Linked DNA regions of Zea mays: region 1 is linked to region 2. A link is a contact called in public Hi-C data. All regions are on one chromosome and are shown on one strand. Each heading gives the region's core, a stretch centred on a gene start, on an enhancer-like site or on the middle of the called end of the contact. The rest is flanking DNA. Distances are from core to core; before and after follow the strand shown. Region 1 holds the start of LOC100276162. Region 2 holds the start of LOC103647689.

The links. Hi-C and Micro-C count contacts between places; a contact is called where the count stands out from the background.
Region 1: a contact with region 2 is called in a Hi-C map of leaf, with 2.0 times the contacts expected there. The contact joins the promoter of LOC100276162 here to the promoter of LOC103647689 in region 2. A contact is called at or near these places in 8 of 25 Hi-C or Micro-C datasets (ear, endosperm, leaf and 2 more).

Annotation. Positions count from the first base shown.
Region 1 is chr2:207,532,703-207,535,739 of Zm-B73-REFERENCE-NAM-5.0, forward strand. LOC100276162 reads right to left here and starts at 1,753. Exons shown (of 3, transcript NM_001360977.1): 1 at 1,583-1,753; 2 at 1,065-1,202. The coding sequence starts at 1,673.
Region 2 is chr2:207,372,165-207,375,258 of Zm-B73-REFERENCE-NAM-5.0, forward strand. It overlaps LOC103647689, which reads right to left and starts at 1,590. Exons shown (of 8, transcript XM_020548570.2): 1 at 607-1,590. The coding sequence starts at 1,506.

The DNA.
Region 1 (3,037 bases), core at 503-3,002, 160 kb after region 2:
GAACAAGTGATGGGACACAGATGACTTTCTTATTAAAATAGGACTACATCAAGAGTCAATTTTGAGGCCTCTTACCGTTTTGCCTTAGTGATGGATGAGGTCACAAGAGACATATAAGGGGATATCCCTTGGTATATACTTTTTGAGGACGATGTAGTGCTCATTGATGAAAGTCGGGCAGGATAATAGGAAACTAAACTTGTGGCATGAGACTCTAGAGTTCAAAAGTTTTAGATTCAATAGAAATAAAACAGAGTACGTGAGATGGGACTTCAACACTATACACAAGGAGATGTTAGTTTAAAAGGTCAAGAAATGCCCAAGGAGGATAACTTCCGTTATTTAGGATCAATGCTACGGAGAGATAGAGAGATAGGGGTATTGATTAGATGTTAGCCATAAAACAAAGCATGATGGAGGAAGTGGCACCAAACATTTGGCGTCTATGCAACCAGAGCATATCACGCAAACTAAAAGGAAACTTTTATATGACAGCAATTAGACCTGTTACATTGCATGGTGCAGGATATTAGGCTAAAAAGGCATCATGTTCAACGTTCAACAGATAATAAGTGTTGCGGAAATGTGTATATTATGTTGGATTTGTGGCTATATAAGAAGGGATCGAGTCCGAAATGATGATATACATGGGTACAGGTAGCACCAAATTGAAAAAAAAAGATTGTACAACATCAATTGAGATTGTTTGAATATATCCGATGTAGACCTCCAGAGACACCAATATATAGTGGGATACTAATACATGATAGTAATAGGAAGAGAGATAGGAGAAGACCGAAGTTAATATGGAAAGAGGAGACTAGAAAAGATGGAATATACTAAAGATCTAACTCTGAACAGAAATGAATAGAGAACAGCTATCGACGTGTATAAACCCTTAATTTGTGGCTTCAAACGATGATATACATGAGTACAGGTAGCACCAATTGAAAAAAAGTTTGTCCAACACCAATTGAGATTGTTTGGATATATCCGATGTAGACTTCTAACTTGGGCAAAGTCTTTGCTGTTGTTAAGATGCCATAAGCAAGTTAGCACTGTACCAATGTAGCGTTGCTCGTTGGCTAGCCTGGCGCGCTCAAGCATCTTGTCGAGGTCCTCCTTGAGCTTCTCGTCAAATTTTACCAGCTGGTTCACAAATACTGCACCGAGACCCATCCCCAACACATGCTCCCAAGGATCTATAACAATTTAGACACAATAAGCACGTGAGAATGAATCATCATATCTAAAAGGAGACTGGTACAAAGCACATACTGAAATCATGAATGGTAGGGTGGAATAGGGACCAAAGGGGTATCTCTTCGGCAGTATTGCCTCCTAAATCACGAAGAAATGGACTTCAACCCCAAAAAACAAGAACCATATCGCATCTAGGATCCCAAAGACCAAGGAAGGCGCCCAGACCAGACGAAACACCACGAGGGCAGGTGGAAATATCGCAGATCAGACGGAAATGGGGCGCCAGGACGACTCACGGAGCGCGGGACGCAATGCGTGATCAAGAAACGGAGAAATGAACAGGGGAATAGGAGAAAGGGAAGGGGAGAAAGGGATATACGGCGCATGTAGGGAAGCTTGCGGAGGGCGTTGGAGTACATCTGAGTGCCCAGTCCCAGGAGGGCGCCGATGATCGTCGGCGTCGCCGGCATCCTGCTGTTCTCCTGTCTCCTCGGGGCGAGGCTGCGGCGGTGGGGTGGACGACTGGACGGCAAGGTCGGGGAGAGTGCTGTGGGGACTTGTGAGTTGTGGCCGGAGAGGGACCTTCCTATCTGTTGGACTTCGTTGCTCTAGCCTGTGTGGGCCGCCAGTTGCGTAGGTCCAACGAGGGTGTGGTGCAGGCCGGAGAGCAAGAAGCCCATTGTGCTAAATACATGTTGCCCCAATTTGGCATTCGCAACTTCATTTGGTTTGCAATTTCCTCAGCATCGTTTTTAGTGTTCTTTTAAATAAACAGGGGCGTTGTGTTGTACTCCTTTACATCTAAATAAATATAAATATAAGATCTGTATCAGCCAAACTAACTAAAGTTTAACCAAAATTATATTGAATAGTGTTAATATTTATATCGTCAACTAAATTTATCATATTTGCTATTTAAAATATGATAGTTGTATAATTTAGATATAGAACATACTATCAAAAAAGGAAAATATTTTTTATACTAATCGCTTGTTTATTTTCTTTTTCCCAGAACTAGCTGACTAGCATATGACTCGTACTAACGCTATAATTCAACAACAGCAGAGAGAAAGGGTCGACAGCTACGGTGGTGACACGAGTGAGGGGACGCGGGGGTAGAGGGAGGGGAAGGCTGGGACTTCGAATGGGGGTAGTGGGGGATGAGGGATGAGAAATGATTTAAATAATATTGTACATTGGATTTGAGTGAACGAGATAAAAGAGTTATCTAGCGATTTGAATTATTGATTTTGATGTTGTGTTAAGTATAAGTGCAATTTGTCTAATGGATTTAATAAAAGTTATTGATGCGGGTGATTTGATTGGGTGGGTTTGTAAAATTTAAACTGGATCATAGTGGTATTCCGCATCCTCGGCAACCGGTACTTACGGCAATACTTCTTGCCGTCTCTCACTCTCTCTTGTTCCCGGCGAACTGGTGAGCTAGTGTGATTCACCGCGGTCGGTTATCTGAAACTTTATCTTGATTACTTACACACACTCATTATTATTTGTTGGTTTCTTCTCCGTGTGGTCGTCCATAAGCTAGCTCATCTGAAATTTTATCTTTAATTTGCAAGCAATCTAGTAACGAACTGCTGCAGCAGAAATCACACTTCTGCGCGCACTCAACTCATGCAAGAGGAACAAGTCTCAGTTACCAGCTGGCAGCAACACCATATACGTTTCAGCCTTTTAGTGCAGCCCTAGCAGCAAGAAATGCACTGTGCAAGGAACGTTGTTGAATTTTGTCAATTTATGCAGAGGCACACACAAAGTTTCTCCAACAACAAAAAAAATGCACTCTTCATATACTACTTGCAACAACACCTTA
Region 2 (3,094 bases), core at 340-2,839:
CTCCATCACAAAAGCAACCAAACAGGTAAACTTACTCGGCGTGTGCAGTTCAGACCTCCATCACAAAAGCAACCAAACAGGTACACTTACTCGGTCAACGGATGCCACGGATCTAGGCGCGTGCATGAAACCAAACACACGGGTAGTCGGAAACAATTTCAGAACCTTTTGGAGTAACTTTCTATATAGTTGCACCAGAGTCCCAACTGAAAATTAAATAACCAAGCAAATAACAATAGGTGCATTTTTCCTTCGAAAAAAATATTTAAATGTAAAAAAATTTAGCCCTCGATTGATTTCATTTTGGTCTGTAAAACTGATATGTCAACGAACCCGACTAAACAAAGCAAGCACGATAATAGACTCGGCACATGACAATGATCAACAATGCCAGTTGGGAAGAAACCGATCCACCAAACTCTCATCGGGCCCCATGTTTGGGAGTCAGAATGAACAGCTCCGACCATTTTGGTTCGCTTTTAAACAAGCATTTGTGGATCAAGAAACGGAACAATATCCGAGTGATGATGAATAAACAAACAGATGTAGCAAGTACATGAGAGGATGGTCCAAACGCACAATGCGACAAGAGAAGTAGAGGTTAACCTGGATCCTGCCCTTGTGCGGGAAGCGGGACACGGCGTGGCTCTCGGCGAGCGCGGCGACCTCGCGCCTCCGGCGGTGCGCCATCGCGGCGACGAGCTCCTCCATCGCGCGGCGGCCTCGCACCGTCCGGAAGACGAGGTGCGGCGGGCGGGGGCCGTTGATCGCGCTAGCGACCGACGGGCACTGGTACGGGTAGTGCGAGGCGTCGCGCATGGGCGCGGGCGACGGGGGTGCGGACTGCGAGAGCGAGAGCTCGGACCTGGCGACGTCGTCGAGCTCGTCCTCTGGCAGCGACGACGCCCCGCTGAGCTTCTTGACGATGCAGCCTACGCGGCCGCGCGGCGAGCCGGTGTCGGAGTCGGACGCCGAGGCTGAGGCCGAGGCCGCGGCCGAGACGCCAGGGTCGGCGGGGCGCGGCGTGGCGGGGCCGACGGCCTCGATCTCGCGCCAGCGCTGGATGAGCGACGAGGCCCGGGGCCCCGCTGGCGGGAGCTCGGCGGGCGCGGTGGCGGCTGCGGCTGCGGCCGTGGAGGAGGCGTCGGACGGCGCCGGGGACGGCTCCCGGAATACGGCGGCGCGCGCGGCGACGGGGCGCGCGGCGGACGCGAGCTCGGACAGCTCGGCATCCCTGGCGACGCGGCGCTGGTCGGCGGGGGCCGGCGCGGCGCTGTCCGTGACGGTGGTGGCCGCGGCCGCGGCCGTCCAGCGGTCCAGGATTTGGCGGCGGGTCCTGGGCGTGGGCTCGCTGGCGGCGGCGGGGGAGGAGGCCGAGCCGCCGGCTCCGGCGGCGTCGGGGGAGGAGATGAGGATGGTGACGAAGCCCCTGGGCGGGGTGAGGCGGGAGGGGTCCCTCCATGATGATGCGGACTCGTGTGGCATGGCGGCCACCGAAGAGGCCATGGCCGGAAATGGGGCGTGAGGCGTGGCGGGAGCCGGGGTGAGAGGTGAAGCCGAGCCCAGGGGAACGGCGGGCGGGCGGACGCGTGTTATTAAAATGACCGCGCGCCCTGCCTCGCTATTTTCGCGGCGGAGACAGCAGCAGAGAGGGCCAGAGGGGAAGGGGAGGAGAGGGAGGGAAACCGGAAACGGCAGGCGTGTGGATGGATTTTGATCAGGTGGCTCCGCTGGCGGCCGCATACGCCGGACGGAGTCGACGGACGCAGATCCGCCGAGATGTGTGTGTGCCGTTGCCCGTTTCGGGGTGTGGTAGTGTGGCCGTGTGAGTCGCGCTCGCGCGGGCAATGGACTGCCACGTGTTTTACAGTGCGATCTGGTCGCGTCCAGACCGATGGTTTTTTATTTTCTTTTTTAAAAGATAGGCGGATGATTTCTCTCGTCTCGCGCCCAGCTTCCGGCAACCGCCTGCCCCGGCCTCTGCTCGCGTCGCGGGGGGCAAGCCAACCATCGAGCAGGTCGCGTCGCGGCGGCAGGGTGCCGGGTTCGGGTGGGTCGTGGAGTACTGGAGTGGCTTCGATAGTTCGGTGTCGTGCGTCGAGCCCGGGGTACCCGTTTCGTTTGTGCACATGCGCGAGATACATAGGGCCTGTTTAGTTCAGCTTTTTTCTGACCAACTTTTCTGAAAATCTGGCTGTGGGGAGAATCTGGCTGTGGGAAGAATCTAAGTATCATTACGATTACGTGTCGAGGAAAATAAAGTTGTTCATAAGGCTCAGGATCTAGAAAGTGATGGATTCCTACTATTACAACGACTCAACCGATTATGTGTTTATATTGATTTTGGATGGTTTTTATCCCAACAAATTTTATAGAAGCTGACTGAAAAGCTGAGCGTTTGGCAGTCCGCAGCAGCTTTTGGTGGTCAGAAGCTGCCAGAAGCCAAAACAAACAGGGCCACAGCCGTGCCGTGTGCATGGGTTCTCGCTTTCGAGGAGAAATGAATGCCCAGCGGTCTCTAGAGTCGATGTCGCGGATATCCAGACCTGTCGTCTGAAAAGTTGATGGCGGCTTCAGCGGAGCGGCGACTCCCCACTCCCCAGTCCCAGAGGCCAAAGCAAGGATCTGATGAGTCGACATGGGTTCTCCCAAAAGCACCTGCGCCTGACGGCGTTTTGCTCCCATTTCCAGGCCCGTATACACCCTGCCCGTCTGCACTCTCGGTCAGGTCACCGCCTGTCCGGAGATGCAGCATGCGTGCCATGATTACCGAGACGTGCCGTCGCACGTATATAAGGGCGTACCCAACTAAGATTCACTCTTTTTTATACGTGGAGAGAAAATATTGAGAAAACAAGAATATAATAGCTAGTGATAATTAAATAGATAAAAGATTTCTAGTATTCTAAGAAACTGAGTATATTACGTGTAACATCATATACTTATGGTGAGATAAATTACTATTTTTATTTTTCTCTTAACTTTATATCAGCTAGCTATTTGAGATTCCTGACATGGCCCGAGAGTAAACGGATCCATTGACGAAAGATGGCGCTTTCCACTTCCCGTATTGTCCTGGCCGTGAGGAAAAGGA